2 separate regions of the Urocitellus parryii genome follow, and region 1 is linked to region 2. The links are chromatin contacts, called in public Hi-C maps. All regions are on one chromosome and are shown on one strand. Each heading gives the region's core, a stretch centred on a gene start, on an enhancer-like site or on the middle of the called end of the contact. The rest is flanking DNA. Distances are from core to core; before and after follow the strand shown.

Region 1 (3,154 bases), core at 31-2,530, 480 kb after region 2:
AAACAGGGTCTGATCAATACATATATTGTGATGAATTGAAGTTAGCTCCCCTCCATGTGAAACAGTAACTTTCATATTTTAGATAAGGTTCTGCCTTGTCCTGGGATAATGATGGACCAGACCATGTCTGGTCAAGACCACATGCTCTGTCAACTGTTGAAAAGCCTCCAGTTATCTAACTCTCAAACCTTGCCCTCATTTACCTTTTTTATAAAACGTCAAAGTCACTGTCAGTCCCTTAAAGACAGGGCAAAGGACACCGGTCCCGTTGTCTTCTCAGTGTAGCTACACTGATTAAAGTTCTTTCATGATTTTCTCCATTACCTTTTCCTTTGTTTTTTTGGGGTGTGTGGCTAGAACCTGAGTTGTTGGATCCCCAGAGTCAAGCTTCTGGCCTAGAGTATGGTAATAGCAGCATTATTTATAAAATAAAAAAACTAGAAATAGCTCAAATATCCTCCATTATTAGCAGGGATGAATAAATGCAGTATACTACACAACACGCCAAAAAAAAAAAAAAAAGGAGAAGAAGAAAAAACTGAATGAACTATTGTATCTAATATGAAATATTCTTAAGAACATTTGAACAAATAAATAAATATAATAAAAGACAAAGGATATCATGATAACATGCATATTAAGTCCTAAAACTAGAATATAGTGCTTTGAGGTACCATTGAGTTACAGGAAACCCACTCCCCAAACCACAGGCCACACACCCAGAGTCTCTAAAGGTGCCACAGGCACAACCGAACTTTTACCAAGAGGACGCTCAAAGTTACATCTGCGGTCACAGACACCTGTACCCTGGTCACAGTCAAAGTCACACACTAACCACATGCACACACACAACTACAACCACACAGTCTGCATCTGTATTCCCACCTGTACTCTGATGCATGTGCCCACAACGTCACACAATCATACACTACAGAGGAGACAACTCCGAAACGCCCAGCCAGTCACGAGCGCCCAGGATCGCACACAATGCCGCGCGCGGTCCTAATGTCTGTCTCTCACGCAGCAGGTTCTCCACTCCGTGTGACCCTTAGACGGAAATACTCAACAGTCTGTTAAGACCACACGATCGTTCTTCAGAAACTACCACACACATAATAACAACCACACAATTTCAACCTCAACTCCTCCGCGGCACAAAGACAAGCCTCGGCGTCAGCCCCGCCCTCCTCTGGGGATCCTCACCTCAGGCCTCCCAAGCTTTCCAGGCAGTAAAACACTCCACAGCACTGGATTAGCTGCTGGTGAAGCCCCCAGGGAACCGCCAGCGCGTGACTTTAAGGCTGAATTCCCGCGAGAAGGAGGTCATGCTGAGTAGTGCTCTGGGAAACACAGTTAGAAAGGCAACCAGAGGTAGACAAGGTGGTTCCGTGTTTCAGGATTCCTATCAGCGATTAGCTGCGGCCACCAGAAAGGATTGCACACTTTATTGAAACACACTGCGAAGGCCTGAGTCCTGCATCAGCCTCCAACCCCGGCTCCCAAAGAAGGCCGCTCCCATGCGTTTGACATGGGTTTTACTTTCCGCCCCTTTCTTACTATTGGTAGGAACCGGAGAGCCTCAGGAAGAGGAGGGCAAGTTTGCCTAGGAAGGTAGTTCGCACCGCTGAGCCTTCTGGGAAATGTAGTTCCGAGCAAGGCAGAGGCTGTGGGCGCACCATTCAAAAGTTATCTAGGGGCTGGGCGCCCACCTGTTATCCCAGGGCTTGGGAGGCGGAGGCAGGAGGATCAAAATTCAGACCTCGCACCAGCGATTTAGCGAGGCGCTAAGCAACTCAGTGAGACCCTGTCTCTAAATAAAATACAAACTAGGGCTGGGGATGTGGCTTACCAGTCCAGTGGTCCTGAGTTCAATTTCCCGTCCCCCCCCCCCAAAAAAAAGAAGTCATCTCAAGAGATTAGCCTCTGCTTTGCCACTCCCTGGTGACTGATGCCTGGGAAGGCTAGTGGGCCTAGGAGGTACTCGGGCACGGTGCAGTACTGTAATAGTGATCCCTTTTTTTAGGTGCAGGACAGGCTGAACTATGTTGTTTGCAGGGCAGGCTGAAGGAATGTTAGCTGCAGGATAACCCACACACTCAATCCCCGCTCTGTCTGGTCCTTTATCACCTGTTTGCTCAAGTCTGAACACTGAACCCCACTCAAGGCTGAACACTGGACACTCACACGTCTGGTGTAATGGAAACCCACATCTAGCCCCTGCCCCATCTGCCTGAGCGTAGAAGATGACATTACTGTATGATCCAATCACTGTATGCCAATAAGGCAGCTTGCAGACCAAAACCCCATTAGATTTGGGCTATAAAAAACTCCCTCCTGCCCGGCCCTTCTCTATTGCTCCTCTCCCTTTGTCTCTCTCCCTTGCTCTCTCTTTCTTCTCTTGCTTTTGCCCTCCCGCTCACTCTCTCCTCCTCCTCCTCCTCCCTCTTCTTCTTCTCTCTCTCTCTCTCCCTCTCTCTCTCTCTTTCTCTGTTCTACCCCCCTCTTTCTTCTTTCCCTGCTCTTTCTTTCTCTCTCTTTTGCACTGTTGCAATAAAGATCTCTTGGTCGCTCTGAGTGTTGTGGTCACTTTCCTTTCACCTTCACCTTATGAATATAGTCCTTCTTGCTCTAAGGTTTATTTTTTAAAATAACGTTTTTTTCCTCGTTCTCTCTTCTCCACTCCCTCTCCCCATTCCTAACAAGATTAGGGAGACTCATGTTTTTCTTCCCCTGGTTAAGTACCCTTGAACACACCCACTACAGGAAGGAAATGTCTACTGAGAATATGGTAAGTGAATATCTCCCAAATGAACAAGTGAATCCTAACACCCATCAGGACTCCCTGGGACACCCCCTACCAGAGCACACCTGGAATGTAACCCTTAAAGACTTTCTTTAACACCACCCCTTCCTCCTGATGGAGCCAATCATAGCCTTTGGGACATCTCAAATCAGTTGGGAAAAGATGACTTTTCAATGAAGGTTTTGAGGTCAATTTATTAACCTTTTCTGGGGGAAAATAATGGGCTACAATCTATATTTAAAGGTTCAACTCCAAATAGGTCAAAATTTAAAACGAAAAGAAAAAAATTATAAGGGGTGAAAGATGGGCAACTGACTTTACGACTGGGCGGGGGCTGTAGCTCAGTGGCAG
Region 2 (3,560 bases), core at 300-2,799:
AGCTTCTATAGGACCAGCAGAGAAACAATCCAGCTGCTTCTCCCCGGTTTAATCAAACTGTATAAAATTATTTTTTTCCCATTTTCCATTGTCTATTTCTTATAAAGGTGGTTGGCTGAACACTACAAGCAAGCCTGGATGCAAGCAGTTCCCAGGCTAGGCTGCAGGTAGCAAAAACACTTGCTGGCATGGTGGCACACACTATAGCGCCAGCTACTCTGGCAGTTAAGAGGGGAGAATCACTTGAGCCCAGGAGTTCAAGATTAGCCAGGGCAACATAGTGTAACAGGGTCTGTTTCAAGCCTTGAACATAAACTTTGCTGCTCTACTACTGTTGCTTACTTTGTTTTATTTTTATTTTTTGGTTGTAGTTGGATACAGTACTTTTATTTCACTTATTTATTTTTATGTGGTGCTGAGGATGGAACCCAGGGTCTCGCACATGCTAGGCGAGTGCTCTACCGCTAAACCACAACCCCAGCCCTTGTTACTTACTTTAAAACTGACATTTTCCCCTCTTTTTTTTTTCTCTCTCCCACCCTAAGCTTGGGGAAAACAAGCCTGCAAAATGAACTATGTCTCTGACAGAGCACAGCTAGAAAGTAGCCTTTCAATCATTTCTCTAAAAGCCCTGTCAGAATCACAGCCTCGCGGACTGGAGTCCCCTGTGTTTCTTCTTTGCTAGCAAAGCAATAAAACTTTTTCCTTTTCCTCAAAACCTTGTCCTCATTATTGGATTAGCATTGCGGACAAGAATGGGGCTTTCCTTATAGAGAGCTGACCCCTGTCTCAAACACATGCACACACAGAAATAATTCGCAAACCATAAAATAAGCTCTTTGAAGGTGTACAATTTGATTTCTTTGGGTATTTTACAGAGTTGAGCAAACAGCATTATTATCCATTTCAAGAATATTTTAATCCCTCCCCCAAAGAAGCCCTATATCTATTATCAATCACAATGTCCCCTAGCTCTGCAGTCCTTAATACCTAATATACTCCGTGTTTGTATTTATTTGCCTAGCCTGTATAATTCCATACAAATGGAATCGTATATCCTATACTATGGCTCAGCTTATCACCCTAGGAATGCAAAATTGGAGATTCTGTGAGCCAGCCTGAGACTTCGGAGTTGGTTACAACAACTAGAAAGGTTCAGGACCCAGGTAATGTCGGTCTTCACCGTCAGCAGCTCAGCTGAGAAAGCCTGTAAAAGCAACTTTTTCTCCTCTTGGCCGTGCGACTTATGTTTTCCGGCGCTTGACTACATTTCCCAGAAGTTCTTGCGGCTCCACTCATTTCCATCTGAACAGTTTCCAGGGAACAACCTGAGATTGGCCTGTGCATTTGAGGAATCTTGTGGACAGGATGGCTGTCCGGCTTTGTGTGGGCTTTTACCTTGAAGACTTCCTAACCACCACGGAGACCCAGGGCCAGACTCTGGCGGTGCGAGGGGAGGAGTTAGAGGATGGGCGTCATCTTCCCCCACGAGGGGCACTTGCGGACTACATTTCCCAGAAACCCCCGCGAGGACGGGGCGGCCGCTTCATTTGCCTGCGGGACCCTCGGCCTCCAGGGCAGGGAAAGTGCGCAGCGAGCGGCCTAGGCACCCGGGGCCCCACTAGGCTGCGCAGGAACATCCCTGGGCGTCTGAAGGGACATTCGTGGTAGGTCTGGGATGTCAGGAACTTGGGACTGGCTCTGGCCAGGGGAGCGGTCGCGAGGTGTGGGCCTCTGGGTGTGGTTGTGACCTTATGTGACTGTGGGGCGCAGTGTGTGTGCGGATGTGATTTTATGTTCCTCTGGTGGGTGTGTCGTTGTGACTGACCGTGCGCAGAGCTGTGTGTGCCTGTGTGACTGCACATTCCTGTAGTTTTGTTAACAATGTGGTCGTGTCCCCGAGGTTGGACCGATTGTGTGTGACCTTATTCACTTTGTGTGACATGTGGATGTGGGGGTGGGCGTGGAGAATCTGCTTCTGCATCTGTGATTGTTACTCTGAGAGGTTTGTGTGCGTCATTGTATGAATGTTAGAACCACTCCGTGTACTGGATGCCTGTGACTATGTGAGAATGTGTGAAAGTGATTATGTAACTGTGTGTGGCCCTGTGATGCTTGTGCCAGGGTAACGGATACATGGCCATTGTGTTATTTTGAATGTATGATTGTGTGTAGTGCCCAGTAGGAGAACTGGAGGGAATTGTGGGTGCGTGGCTCTAGTGAATGTGATAGTCACTCTGTAGCGCGGTATGATTTTGTGTGGTGTTGTGTTGGAGGGGTCTGTTAATGTGTGGATGTGATTGTGTATCCTTAGGGTGGACTGTGTGTGAGCACAGTGTACTGGTATTATTTGGGTGATGTGTTCCTGAGAGGACAGATGGGGTTCACCTATAGTGGATAAGTGACTGCAGCATTGGAAATATAGGTGTTGAGTGCCTGTGACTGCCTTGTGATTCCAACTCTCTATCCTAAAAGGTCCTTGTGAGTTCAGGACAAATTCTGATCTTGGACAACTTAGACTTCACTCCTCTTCTCAAACCAGAATGCTCAGGATAGCCCAGATTCCTCTGACCTCCTTCTTTTTTCTTCTTTCCATGGTGGTAGTTGTGGGTTCAGAGTGAGCTCTAATCAGGTCCGTCTAAATCACACACAAAAAAAATGCCTGGCATCTCATAGTTCTTTTTTTCTTACTCATCTCTGCCTTTCCAGAGGTACCCAGAGGAAGAAAGAGAAATAGTTGTTGATCAAGCCAAATATAAGGTGCATTGGGGTTTGAGTTTTGCTTTTCTTCTTTTGGATGGTCTGACTTAACATAGACTCATTAAGTGTCCTGGTTCTCAAATTTGTTCCATCTGAGAAAATGATGGGAAACCACAGGGTGGATGTACAGATTCCATTTTTCTCCCTTTCTTCTACATAATGTTCACATATTAATTTAGAAAATAGATAAGGTTTTTTCCTGTGTACTAAGTTGTTTTTAAGCACATATACACACCTGAAGCATGATTATTTTTAAAAATTTGGAAAACAGGAAGTTACAAAGGGCAAAAGATAATGCCTGCCCCCTAAAAATAACCACTGTCAATATTTTGATCTATTTCCTTCTTATAAATTCCCCATGTATGTATAGTATATATCATTCTTAAAAATATTTTTAGTTGTAGGTGGACACAATACCTTTATTTTATTTATCTTTTTTTTTTTTATGTGGTGCTGAGGATCAAACCCAGTGCCTTGCATGTGCTAGGTGAGCACTCTATCACTGAGCCACAACCCCAGCCCCAAGAGTTAGGTTCTTTTTAAAAAGGTATCCATGGGCTTGGGTTGTAGCTCAGTGGTAGAGCACTTGCCTAGCATGTGTGAAGCACTGGGTTCAATTCTTAGCACCACATATAAATAAATAAAGTTCCATCGACAACTAAAAAAATATACAGTTATAAAAAAATGCTATCCTGACTCAACTTCGTTACTCATTAGGAAAATACAAATCAAAACCAAAGTGAGATAACCACTGTACAGCTACCAGGATGACAATTAAAAAAAAAAAAAAAGACAGGCAA

What was found. A called contact is a pair of places that touch in the nucleus more often than the background predicts.
Region 1: a contact with region 2 is called in a Hi-C map of liver, with 4 times the contacts expected there. The contact joins the promoter of LOC113176879 here to the promoter of Znf383 in region 2. A contact is called at or near these places in 2 of 2 Hi-C or Micro-C datasets (liver and muscle).

What each region holds. Positions count from the first base shown.
Region 1 is chr15:15,953,494-15,956,647 of mUroPar1.hap1, forward strand. LOC113176879 reads right to left here and starts at 1,281. Exons shown (of 5, transcript XM_077793057.1): 1 at 1,204-1,281.
Region 2 is chr15:15,473,768-15,477,327 of mUroPar1.hap1, forward strand. Znf383 (zinc finger protein 383) reads left to right here and starts at 1,550. Exons shown (of 5, transcript XM_077793056.1): 1 at 1,550-1,667.